Regions from separate parts of the Dromaius novaehollandiae genome. Here region 1 is linked to region 2. A link is a contact called in public Hi-C data. All regions are on one chromosome and are shown on one strand. The core of a region is the stretch at or near the end of the contact, and the rest is flanking DNA. Distances in the headings are between cores, read along the strand shown. Region 1 holds the start of CHID1 (chitinase domain containing 1). Region 2 has its middle 24 kb from the start of MUC2.

The links. Hi-C and Micro-C count contacts between places; a contact is called where the count stands out from the background.
Region 1: a Hi-C map of brain shows a contact between it and region 2, with 7 times the contacts expected there. The contact joins the promoter of CHID1 here to the enhancer-like site in region 2. A contact is called at or near these places in 3 of 4 Hi-C or Micro-C datasets (brain, liver and ovary).

Annotation. Positions count from the first base shown.
Region 1 is chr5:68,214,171-68,219,994 of bDroNov1.hap1, forward strand. CHID1 (chitinase domain containing 1) reads left to right here and starts at 1,497. Exons shown (of 13, transcript XM_064513170.1): 1 at 1,497-1,729; 2 at 5,045-5,211. The coding sequence starts at 5,086.
Region 2 is chr5:68,070,332-68,076,272 of bDroNov1.hap1, forward strand. No RefSeq gene overlaps it. Among named protein-coding and RNA genes, the nearest start is that of MUC2, 24 kb to the left of the region's middle. Within about 2 kb of position 3,645, at least 2 of the 2 cell types and tissues checked have open chromatin away from gene starts, as enhancers often do.

The DNA.
Region 1 (5,824 bases), core at 247-2,746, 140 kb after region 2:
ATTAAAAATCACTAACTTCTAGAGTATGATGAAAAAACTAGCAGAAAGCTGATCAGCATTTTTATGTAAAATGCTCGCCTTCATGGCTCAGTGGCCCTTCTCATCTCTAGGGAGGAGGAAAAAAAAGGAAGACCTGAGTTAATAAACATGAGGTATAATGCCAGGAAAAGCAAAGAGAATTTAATGAGTTACAATTAGTTACATAGGGGAAACTTAGGTGCTGAGATGCTAAACATTGTGGCACCCAGCCTTGAAGTACTTGGGCTTTAGGACAGGAATCTTAGAGAAAAAATCTGTGATTCTGTTACATGCAACTAGAGGTCCCCTCAGTGGCAGCATGCACCCCATCAACTATCTGCAGCAAACATTTGGAGCAGTCCCACTGTAGCTAAAACAAAGAGGGTCAATAGGAGAGTACGAACAGGAATACAGCACAGGAAATGACAGATTTTCATTCTAGAGAGCCTGAAAACAAACCTGCTTTTTCATACCATCATGTCTTATCTCTGTACTTCCTGCTATTTGGAAGTGGAACATTCTTGGCAGTGTTTAAAGTCTGTGGGAGCATTTTACAAAACAGAGTCCCGTAGATTGTAAATGACTTTAGATAGCGCAAGGTACCTTTTCCATTTGAGACAGTATATAAATGAAAATGTGTTTCAAAAACACCTATTAAGCAGTCCTATGAGATGAGAAAAAAGCACCACTTCAGTGAAAGCCTATATGGGATTCACAGGGGTTTTAGTGACACAAGAAAGTGTGATGAGACATTTTATTTCCTTTCTGGTTTCTAAGTGTGATACTAGTGTTTCAGTTGTGGATCCAAACATAGGAGCAGTATCGGTTTCCTTTCAGAAGGAAATTCCTTGTGGGAATTTAAATTTGGATGATCTAGAGTGCAGAAGAAATACAGATGTACTTGGCACTTCACAGAGAGTTTGTATGTCTGTGTCCCTAGCAACACTTGTTCAGAGTAAAAACGTTCCTATTTTTCTTTACAGTGCTGAAGTGTATTCACAAGATCTTCATTACGCAAGAGGGAAAGAGAGAGAAAAGTACAGATCAGGAGGAAGGAAGGTGAGATTTCAGTTCAACTTTTGGGAGACTGCACCCAGCTGTAAGTGAGATAGGGAGTAGCACACAGAAAGGCTTGTGTTGGAAGCCGGCACCTGCTAGGTTTTCCACTGCATCCCGATGTTGATAACACTACCATTTTTTTTTAAATCAAGTCTTCTAATATGGAATTTACTTCCTATAAACAGCCCATAAAATCACAGGGTTACGTCAAGATTTCGGCAGTAAAAATAGCTGCATGGCTGTGTTGCACATAAGCTTAAAACCACGCCCTGTAGAAGCGCAAAACAGAAAACATGTATTTTAAAGCCATTCGGGATTTGACTCTCCCTTCCTGCTCGCCTGGGCTCAGCCTGGGTTCACCGGCTCTCCTGCGAGCAGGAGCCTCTCGGCCCCTCCCTCCCCTCCCGCTTTCTCTGCGGGCCGGTGCTCGTACTGTCGCCCAGGCCCGCTGCCGCCTGCCCCGCTTACGGGCCGTGGCCCGGCATAAACGCGCTGCTCCGCGGGGGAGCTCGGGCTAGAGGTGGCTGTCGCCGCCGGCCGTTGCGGGCCGCGGCGCCATGATGACTCCCGCGCGCTCAACGGCCGCCGGCAGCCGCCCGCCGGCTCGCGCCGCCCGCCCCCACTTCCGCAGCGGCGGCGGCGGCAGCGGGCGGTAGGTGGTGGCAGCGGCGGGCGGGCGCCCAGCGCTGCCCCCGGCGGCGGCGCCCCCGCGGGAGGCCGGGGGAGGGCGGCGAGGCGGTGCCCGGGCCCCGGCGGCGGCAGCGGTGGCGACGGGGCGCGCCGCGGCGGCGTGGCCGCCCGCTGGGCGCGGGTAGGCCGCAGCTGGAGGTGGCTGTGTCGCGCGGCCCGGCCGCCCGGCCCGGCCGCCCGGCGGGCTGCGGGGGTGCCCGCGCTGCCTACAGCGCCTAGGCGGCTCGGAGCTCCTGCAGAGTGCGGGGGTAATTCCTACTGTAACATCACCAGAGGAAAGGCAGTGAGGTTTATGCTGGAAACAGGCTTATTTTCACTCCTAGATCTAGCTTCTGTGGGTTTTGGTAAGAATGCCATCAACAACATGCTTCCTTGGCTTGCTTTATTAAGTGATGCTTGATATTTAGCACAGAATTCTTCTACAGTAATAGCTATAGCTGTTTTCTTCTTCAGAAACAAAGTATAAGCATTAACTCTGGTTTCCAAATACCTACTGTGCCAGCCTCTGAGATTATTCAGTTTCATTGGTTGCTTCTTTTGGGCAGCCTAAATCTATGCCTGCTTTCTTCTCTCTCTAAAATAAAAAAACATTTAAAACAGCTGAGTAAAAAGAGGCGCTACCTTACGTGGAGACTCAGTTTAGTTATGCAACATTTGTGACCTGGCTTAGAGGTAAAGCTTGGTTTCAGATCAGTTTCTCAAAACAAACAAACAAAATGAAAAAAAAGCAGCACCCTAAATTTTCCAGTTGCATAAGGACCCTGAGTAAGTCAAAATTCTATTTAATCCTGCTTGCATGTTGCAGTGGTACAGATAGGAATCAAGAATGCCAAGCTGATGCTGTTCTACTCAGTAAGTTAATATAAGCAGAATTAAAAACTATAGAAGAAAAGTTTGCTGAAGACAAATTTGATGGAAGTATATTTTTTGTAAAGCTTTCAAAGTCCATGCTTATGTTTTCAGTTAAGAGTTCAGCTAGTCCACCACCATGTAATAGGGCAATATTGTCTCCTTATGTTTCGCTAAACTGGTGTTGCTAAAGAGCAAATTATTAAAGTAAGATTCCAGCCAAGAGTCAATATTGAACTACCACTGGCAGAAACCATTGCTATAGGCTCAGCACTTCCTATAGATCTGGGAGTGAATGTTGACCTGTGGTAATTGGCAGGTGGATATGATCATGTCAAGGAAATGAGCCCATTTTGATGTCTAATTAGAATTCAGTGAAGGGTTTTTAAACTTATGTGCTTCAGCTGTTAAACACTAACTTCTGTTCAGGGAAGTGTGTGCTATTGCTAATTGTTTCTGAAAGTGAAATCACATACCTCCACATCAATATATATCAGCTTCTGGAAGAATTGATATCCTGTCCAAGTTGTTAAGGCTTGTATTGACTGTCCAGGTTCTCAGTTGTTCCTCTCTGCAGTAGTGTATAGATCCTGCCAGGCTAGAGGGAACAGAGAAGACACTATCAAGAGCAATGTGCTTTATCTAATATTTTAGGATGTAGAAAACAAGGGAATAACTAGTGACCTTGAAGACAAAGTAGAAGGGTAACACATTAACTATTGATAATAATGAACTTCAAATGGTGTAGCCATTTACATTTTACCCCACTTCCTGGATCCAAGAAGCATTAGAAGACTTGCTTTTTTTTTTTTTCTCTTCTCTCTCTCCCCCCAGTCTTTAAGGCTTGACTGACTCCTTCAACTCATTTTGTATGTGAGGTTTTTGATGCTCTCTGTTCTTGGTGCTAGCGGTATTGGTTGTTTTCAAGCACTCTTTCCAACATCATCCTCCTACTTTGTTCCCTATCACGTATTCCCCTCTATTCTCCTGCAAAATCCCTAACTCCTGCAGCATACCTCTCTGGTTTTCCAAACCTTCACTGCTAAGCCAGCCCTGTCCAAATATTCTGAGTATATTGGGCTGTTGATCTCATCTCTGCTGTACCCATCTTGGTCTCAAATAACTGCTGTTTCATTGAGTTCTCTCCCATTTAACCTTTAAGGTTTCTCTGCCAACATGTTACTGCCACAGTACTCCTTTGGAGTGCACGGTCTGCTGCTGTGGGATCCCTCACTTGATGTTCTGTGTGAAACAAAATACTCAAATGTTGAGCAGCACTTCTTATCAGTGCCAACAAAACAGCAAGTCTTGTAGCTATAACTCTTGAAGAAGTGAATTAGTAAATCTTCAGAGTGAGTGGTGGAAACATTAATTTTTCAAAATAATACAGGAAGAGAAAATTTTTTAAGAACAAGGGGATATGTTTGACAGAAAACTTCAGGCAATTATGGGAAGGCTAAGGTTTTTTTTTTTCTTCTCCATTAGGATCTCAGAATTATGAGAAGCAGGCTAGTATATATCTAGAGCTGCTAATCAATTATAGGTGAAAGCTAGTCCCAGTGCGATCCGGAGGACTTCCAGAATCGATAGCAAGTTACTTTTCTCCGTTCTGGTATTTTATCTCCTTCCACCCCACTTCCCCTAAAGCGAAAATGTTTTATCTCGGTCTGCTTATCCACTTTTAGGGAACTAAATTGGGAAACCAGTGCAACTCATGAATAAGGAGAGGTTGGAAATCAGTCTGTCTGGCTGTATTTGAATAATTTATTTTTTAATTTTTTTCGAAAATCCCTCTCTTGAGAGAATTGTAGTCTGATAGATAAATAACACTGAACAGAACTGTTCTCAATTGATTCTCATGTCTTTTCTCTTGACCTGGGACAAACTGCCAAAGTCATTTTTCTATACTAAAAGGACCCCTATTTTTTTTCAATTCTATGTGTACCATTGATTTGGCAAGGGATTGAAAGCAAAGTTGTTACCTATTACAGTAAAAGCTTATCGCTGTAATTCTTTCTGTCCCTTAATTAACTTGTGCCTTGTTGGCTGGGTTAGGCAGGAGTGGAAACAAATGGTATCGCTGATTTGCTATAGAAAAGGTAAGGCTGAAGTGTAATTAGTCTAGGCAGCTGACATCTATCTCAGTTTCAGCTGTGAACCCTTATACTTCATTAGGAATCCTTTAAAAGGAAAGCTGCAAGTACCCTCCCCCCTTTTTCCATGGTATAGCTAGTAAAACAAAGAACAAGAGATGATGTTCAAGCTGGGGTCTAGGAAACTCTGAAAATACTATTATTTTGCTCTCAGAGCAAAAGCAGTGTTAAACCAGAACTCTCAAGTCTGAGAGCAGAAGGTAAGATAAACCCTTGGCTTTCCTTAGGCAACAAAGCTGAATTTCTCTTAAGCTGTTATGTTCTTCTGTTCACAGAGATTTGAACCCTTGCGTTTTCAAGATAGGAGAAACCCGACATGGGGAAAACTGAGATGAGGTTTCTCTGTACCTCACTTCTTCTAATCATGATTTGTTGGCTAGCTGAAGGTACCTTGTCAAAGACAGATGCAAAGAAAGGCACTTCAAAAAAACTGGAGGAAAAGGTAAGAGAAGTAACTGAAATGCTCATGTGTAACACATGCGTTGTGCTATTCAGACTTTGAGAGATGGTAAAGGGATTCTCATTGTCTGAATACAATATTCAGTGTGACTATGAGGTTTCTATTGAAGCTTATGCTCACAAAGAAAACTACTGGAAACTCAATTTCTTCAACTTTTCTGAGTGTCACAAATGCTTCACTCCTTGAACCAATATAGTCTAGACTACTGGAGCTTTCATTCCCCATGCAGACTGCGGAAGTAGGAAGTTTTTATCCCCATTACGTGCAGCTAAAGGAGACACTCTTCTATTACAGTGTGTATGGGAGCAATGGTGTGGGCTAAGAGTGCTAGGTCCCTTACAGGTGGAGGGGAGGGTGTTCTTAACCTTGTTTACAGGAAGGCTGTATCCTGGCAGAAGAGTTTGGAGGGCCTACCAACCAGCAGCTGCTTTGCAGGCAGAAATGATTCAGATTCCCATAGCAGTCTGAGCAAGAGGACCCAGCATGCTGAAGTCTCTCTCAACTTGCTGAGCATTTTCCTGTTTCCTGCCTAGTCCCTGCCAAAACTGCAAGAAGGCACAGCAGTGCAAGAGGAAGGGTGTGTATGGAGAGAAAG
Region 2 (5,941 bases), core at 2,395-4,894:
ATCCTCAACTTATCACTATTATCAGAATTTCAAATGTCCTCAGATGATCCAGTGCTCTAGTGCATTTACAGGTTGTTCACTTTTCTGCAGTTCTAGAAGTTTTATTGAGATAATGGTCAATAATTGGATAAACAAGAAAAATGGGATTATAAAATGGATCCAAGCGTAAGATGAAGAAATGAGTCAAAGCCAGAGTCATTTTGCAGTGGTCCAGTGACTTCAGAGACAGGATTCATAATCTGACAATCACCGTGAACTACAGTCAACCTCGAGACAAATTTCCCTCAAACTAGGAAGAGGGATGTGAACTGCTCTTCCAGGCTAAACTAAGAAAAGCCCTGGGGAATAACCTGCCAGGTACGGCATTAAACTACTGAAGTGTAAGAGAGACAGTAATGGGTTTTTTGTATCTTTCAAGACAATGCCACTGTTCAGGCATATCTAAACAGCATATATTTGAAAAGCAAGAAAGAATATAACATCTGCCACTGGACTGGTATCTCGTTCTACCCTCCCCTTCCTTGCAAAGCAGCAGCATACTTGCACCTTTCTGGAGAATATGTTACAACATTCATTAATAAACCAAGCAGTAAATGAAAGAGCAGCAGGTCTGAGGGAGCTGTTGTCTTTGGCTGAAACAACAATAGCTCCACCGCTGACATCTCAGAATGGAGGTTAAGAAAGTGAGAAAATTCAGTTTGCCATTCAAGGAGGGATGAAAAAGACCTCCTGGTTGAAGCACAGGAGTAGCAGAGATGTAAATTTATTCTGTTAGTGCACTTTCAGTAGGAAAAATTGTATTAATACTGGCTTCCTTGATTAATTAAATCATAATCAGTGCCATACTTATTATTAACATCTTGTTAAACTCCTTTATTATAACAGGCCAGAGGCTATTTGGCAGAAAAAGTGTCTATGAACATGCTCTACTGATACAATTCTGCATGACTCATGGATTGCACACAGAAATAATTGCCTCAGTGTGGCATTTATGACCAAGATCAACGAATTAAACATGAAAAAAGAATCTGTAACTCAATGGCAGAACAGACGATCTGTATTAGGAAAGTACCTAACTCCAGAAGAGGTTTTGTCCTCTGCCGGTAGATGGCACCGTTACTTCTCTTTAAGAAATGTGATCCAGGAAAAACAAAACAAAACAAAACAAACACATAATCAGCAAGAGCTGTTGCCACTATGTACAAATTTTTGTCCGTTTTTCTTTCCATAAAATAGAATCCTTTGCTTCAGATGCTATTTTTGAATTCCGACGGACAGGGACAGAAAAAGAAAGATCATGCTGACCACACCAGGAGACTGGGATAAAGCAATGGAAAATATGTCAATGTAATGGTAGATCAGAAATCTTGTATCTCGTGACTGCAAATGGTAATAAGATGCATAGAGGGAATTTACACAGAAATCACAGCATCTTCTTCAAAACCTAGTGTGTTTGAGTATTTTTAAACTATTCTATTTCTAAAAACAGGTGTTAATCTACACAATAATTAATAGATAATTCTATTAAACAACTACAGCTAAAGAAGGTTGGAACAATCCTGTCATATAGGTTAGTTTTAATTAGAAATATCTAGGTTCTGCTCTGTATAAAAAAATCATTTTATGAAGACATGCACACTATTTTTGGAAACAGAAATGACACATCAATAGTTCATACATATGTATCAAGGAAATAGAAACAGGGTCTCAGAATTGGCTGGGTAAAAAAAATGGTCACAGTGCATGAGGTACTTCAATGTCACATTGTTTTGTCTTTTTTGCTTTAAAAAATTGTCCTCTGCTACTTTAAAGAAGACATAGTATATCTACCACTCACTCTGAAACTCAAGGCTTTATTTATAAAGGCTAGATAACATTTCTTGAATATGTTCTAGGCCTTGCCCTCTGCATTACAATACTATGATATACTGTTTTTAGGTTGATATACAGTATTGAAAAGCATATTTTTGGCAGTATTGAAAAACCATTTGTCTGATATTTCTTGTTTTCTTCACAACACACAAATTAAGCAAACTTTGTAGATACTTTGTGCAATAACTTCTATATTCACTCCATGATAAACAGTGAAAGAGGAAGAAATGTATTTATTTTGGGAAGGGTGACACCTATCACCTAAATTATGTTTGTAACCAATGATTAGAGACAAATAAACTATTTGCAAGATAGCACCTCTTAAAGGAGGACTCCATTTTCTGCTCATACACCCAGGAATTCTGCATCCTGATTTTATAATCCAGTGTCTCAACCACCATATTTAATGTCAACAACTATCAGTTTCACAGACTGTAAGCAGACATTCTTTCCTGAGGTACTTAGAATTCAGATGTTTTGTTCTGTACCTCAGTAATGATGACAGAGCATGACCAATCTAAACACTGAAAATACCTGATGTTTTGCCAAGGATGTAACCTCACAGCATTCCTGCAATATTGAGGAGCAGTTCCATAGCACTGCATAAATACCAAGTGTACTTTGCTGCTTTTGAGTACCCTTCCTCTCCAAGAACAGACTCCAGGGAAGACCAGCACACCTTCCGCTACCTTATACTTAATGAAGTTGGAGCTTTGTATATCATCGATGGATCAAAGAAATTGCTGGAACTGAGCCTGTGAAAATAGACAAAGCCATCATAAAATGACAGCCTGACAAATACTGTACCCTTTTCAATCTGTTCAAATACTCAGCTAAGAGGTGTGAACACCTGGGGCTGCCAGATTTCTTGAAAGATAGCATACAACCATATTAACAACCCAGCCTGGACAACAAGGAAGTGGCAGAATTGTTCTTTTAACACACAGTGTGCAAAAACGTTTTACATTAACACTTACATGTAATTTGACATGATGCAAATGACCAGACAGTTTTCTGTTTTTCAACACTGAAATGACTTCCCAGCTGTACAAAACAAAAACAATCTGCATGCACATGTGAAGCTGAAGAAACATGCTTCCAAAGCTAGATGCACACAGCTGAAATGACTCTTTTGCTTATTGCATCTCAAGATTGGATGGAGCCAATGAATTAAGCTAATACAAGACAGAAACCATAAGTCAGTTTTTAATTAGTTCCTAAACTATTTTTTTCTGTGTAAATGTGTATATTCATATATATAACACACATTTCTGCAGAGACTTTTAATAAAATCCATTTAAATACCACCTTTCATCCAGACGTCTGGAATTCCTCCATTAGTATACAGGCAGCCCTTTCTTATGCTTAGAAATATTAAGATAACTATCTTCAAGAAGGAAGAAAGAGGGAAAAAAGCACACTTCCTGCTAGGAATAATTCCTGTATTCTAAAATGACTATTTCTCTACCACTGAAATATAGTTAGTTGTGGTAGGAAATGGACAAGCTATGTAATCCTGAGGAGCAACAATACAAAACAGTTCATGTGAAAATATGAAAATGTGTATTTTCCAGAATTAGTCTGACAGAAGAATATAATGAACCAGAAGAGAGGACTCTATCAGGCCTAATTTTCACCACACTGAAACACCAATTCCCTACTCAGTTCTGGAGAAAACATGTTATTTTAAATACTTAAGGATCACTCCAGGCCAAAAGTGCTTGAGCAATCAGTTCCATCTGTCTCTGCAAACCAGATCAGGAGGATCTGCAGCTCCTCCCCAGACTTCCTAGCTCCAGAGCTGAGCCACTTAAAGGAACAGTCCTCACATTCACGCAATCTACTGACTCACAAACTCAGCTCTCCTTGCAAGCACCCTGGCTTCTCTCTGCAAATTCACTGCACCCACTATGCAGGTGGAGGCAAAAGCTGGGGCTTCCAATTCTGCTGAATTAAAACAAGCAGCCCCTCAACCACTGCAGCTGAGTGAAAGCAACCGTGTGTCTAGTCCAAAAACAGTGGTTCACTGTGATTAGCTGTGTTCAGTGATCCACTGCAGCACTTTGGTGCTTGCTGCAGCAGCTGTCTCCATCTTCTCACTGTGACTGTGTTTACTCAACAGGCAGCTTTAGTGGCATCATTTCTCCATTCTGCTCTTCCATCCCTACCCCCACCTGTCCCGATCCAATATCGGGAGGGTTTCGTTACGATCCCAAGGACGAGATTAAGACGCTAAAACCGGTCAAATATCGTACAACCTTTTACCTTTATTTTCCACGAAGTGGGGAGAAAAGGCGTGTGTGTGTTTGGGGGGGGGGGGGAGGCGAAGGGAAAAAGGGAACAAGGGTAAGGGGAAAAGATAGAGAAAAGTTGGAAAAGGAGAGAGGAAGCTAGCTACCACCACTCCGAGGCCGATGATGTTCCACTGACTCCGCTCGAATCACAGCTCAAGCTGGGGGGCCTCCGACGAGGGACCAGGAGCGAGGGCCGAGAGAGGGAGCGGGGGGGGGGGGGCAAACAAAGAAATCCCTCGGCAATTATAGCTTTTTCAAATTGTTTTCCCACCCCTCACGTGGTAGTTCAGACCAATAGTAATATTTGGGTCTGGGGTCTCCTGCTCCTTATTGGGTCTCATCACTGTCCCTAGGTAGGCCATTTACTGTTGCCGTTTCTGCTGACAGGTGTGTCTCCATTCTTGGGTCCAGCCATTAGCTCTCAAGGTCCTGACAAAGAAGGTGATAACTCCAGCAATTAGCACTGTTTCAGCAGTGCACAGGAATGCAAATTGCTGGTAACGCCCTTATCATTCCCGCCTGCAGCAGCTCTGGGCCCTTTCTCACTGTACTAGGGAGTGCGGCCTAAGGCTTCAGCAAATTTAGCCACTCATGCCAAGCAGGTTTTATAGAAGTTGTGCTAAAAACGGACAATAATTTACAGTCCAGATCCCAGAGTCTCTGCCCGATTGTGGTCTCGTTCAGTGCAGGCGCGGTGTGTCCCAGGTGGTCGCAGGGAGACCATCTCGGGGGTCGCAGCAGCCCAGTCCTGTTTCCGCCAGGGACAGATGGCTTGTTCGGGGTTGTGGCCTGCCTGCACCCCATGCACCAAGAAATGTTTAAGGCAAAAAATTCATTCATCAGTCCGCCACACCACCTGACACCAGAAAACAAAGAATAGACCCCAGGACACAGGATAAATTGCGACAGTGGAACCACAATAACTGATTGATGGAAAAGCCCAGTAAAACACAGCAATTTGTATTTAAGCTTAAGCTAGACTGTTTTACCTTGCACTACCACAGACTAGGAGCATGACTGTCACAGATCAGCTGACAAGGGGAAATACACAAAGCCTCTAAAATTAAGTCCTTATTTCTAAGGCCCATGATTAAAAGGAAGGATGCTTGGCACCCAACCTCCCAGAACCCAGGTCAAGCAGCTCTCCCACGTGACGCACTCCTACCCTCACGCTTAGCAGCCATCCACTCTGGTGCAAGTGCCTCATTTCAACAGATACAGAGCAAGTGAGCACAGGGAAGGATAGTGAGGACAGTGAAGATGGATAAAAAGGTTGAGTCTGGAAGAAGACAAACCCCAAAAGCATACCTGTAGACAGGAGCCTGAGCTTCAGCAGAGGGTCAGCCCGTGTTAGCCACTTGGGGATGGAGTTGATTATGGGGGGAGGAGGGGCTTGAAAGGTATATTCCAAGTGATTCTGATCAGAAAGATACTGCTTTCATACAGAAAAGGTTAACTACTTTAATACAGGTACCATTTTCTGAGGCAGTTTTGTGCAAAGGGCTCTCCGTCTGGCTGTATGCCAATATGCTCTGCAATCTTGGATGAGTCACTTCCCTCTTTCATCACCTATAAATTGAAAACAACAATGCTTGCCTCCCTAACCCTGTGGTAAAGTATAAGCAGCAGACAGCCTTCATGCAGTGTTCCAAAGATGAAACTGTTTGAATAAACATTAAGCAGCACTATGCTGTCAAAATTCACTGCCAACGTGTGGTGGGGCTGAGAAAATAGAGATTGCCCACAAAATGGAAAATAATATGAAGGACCTTCCC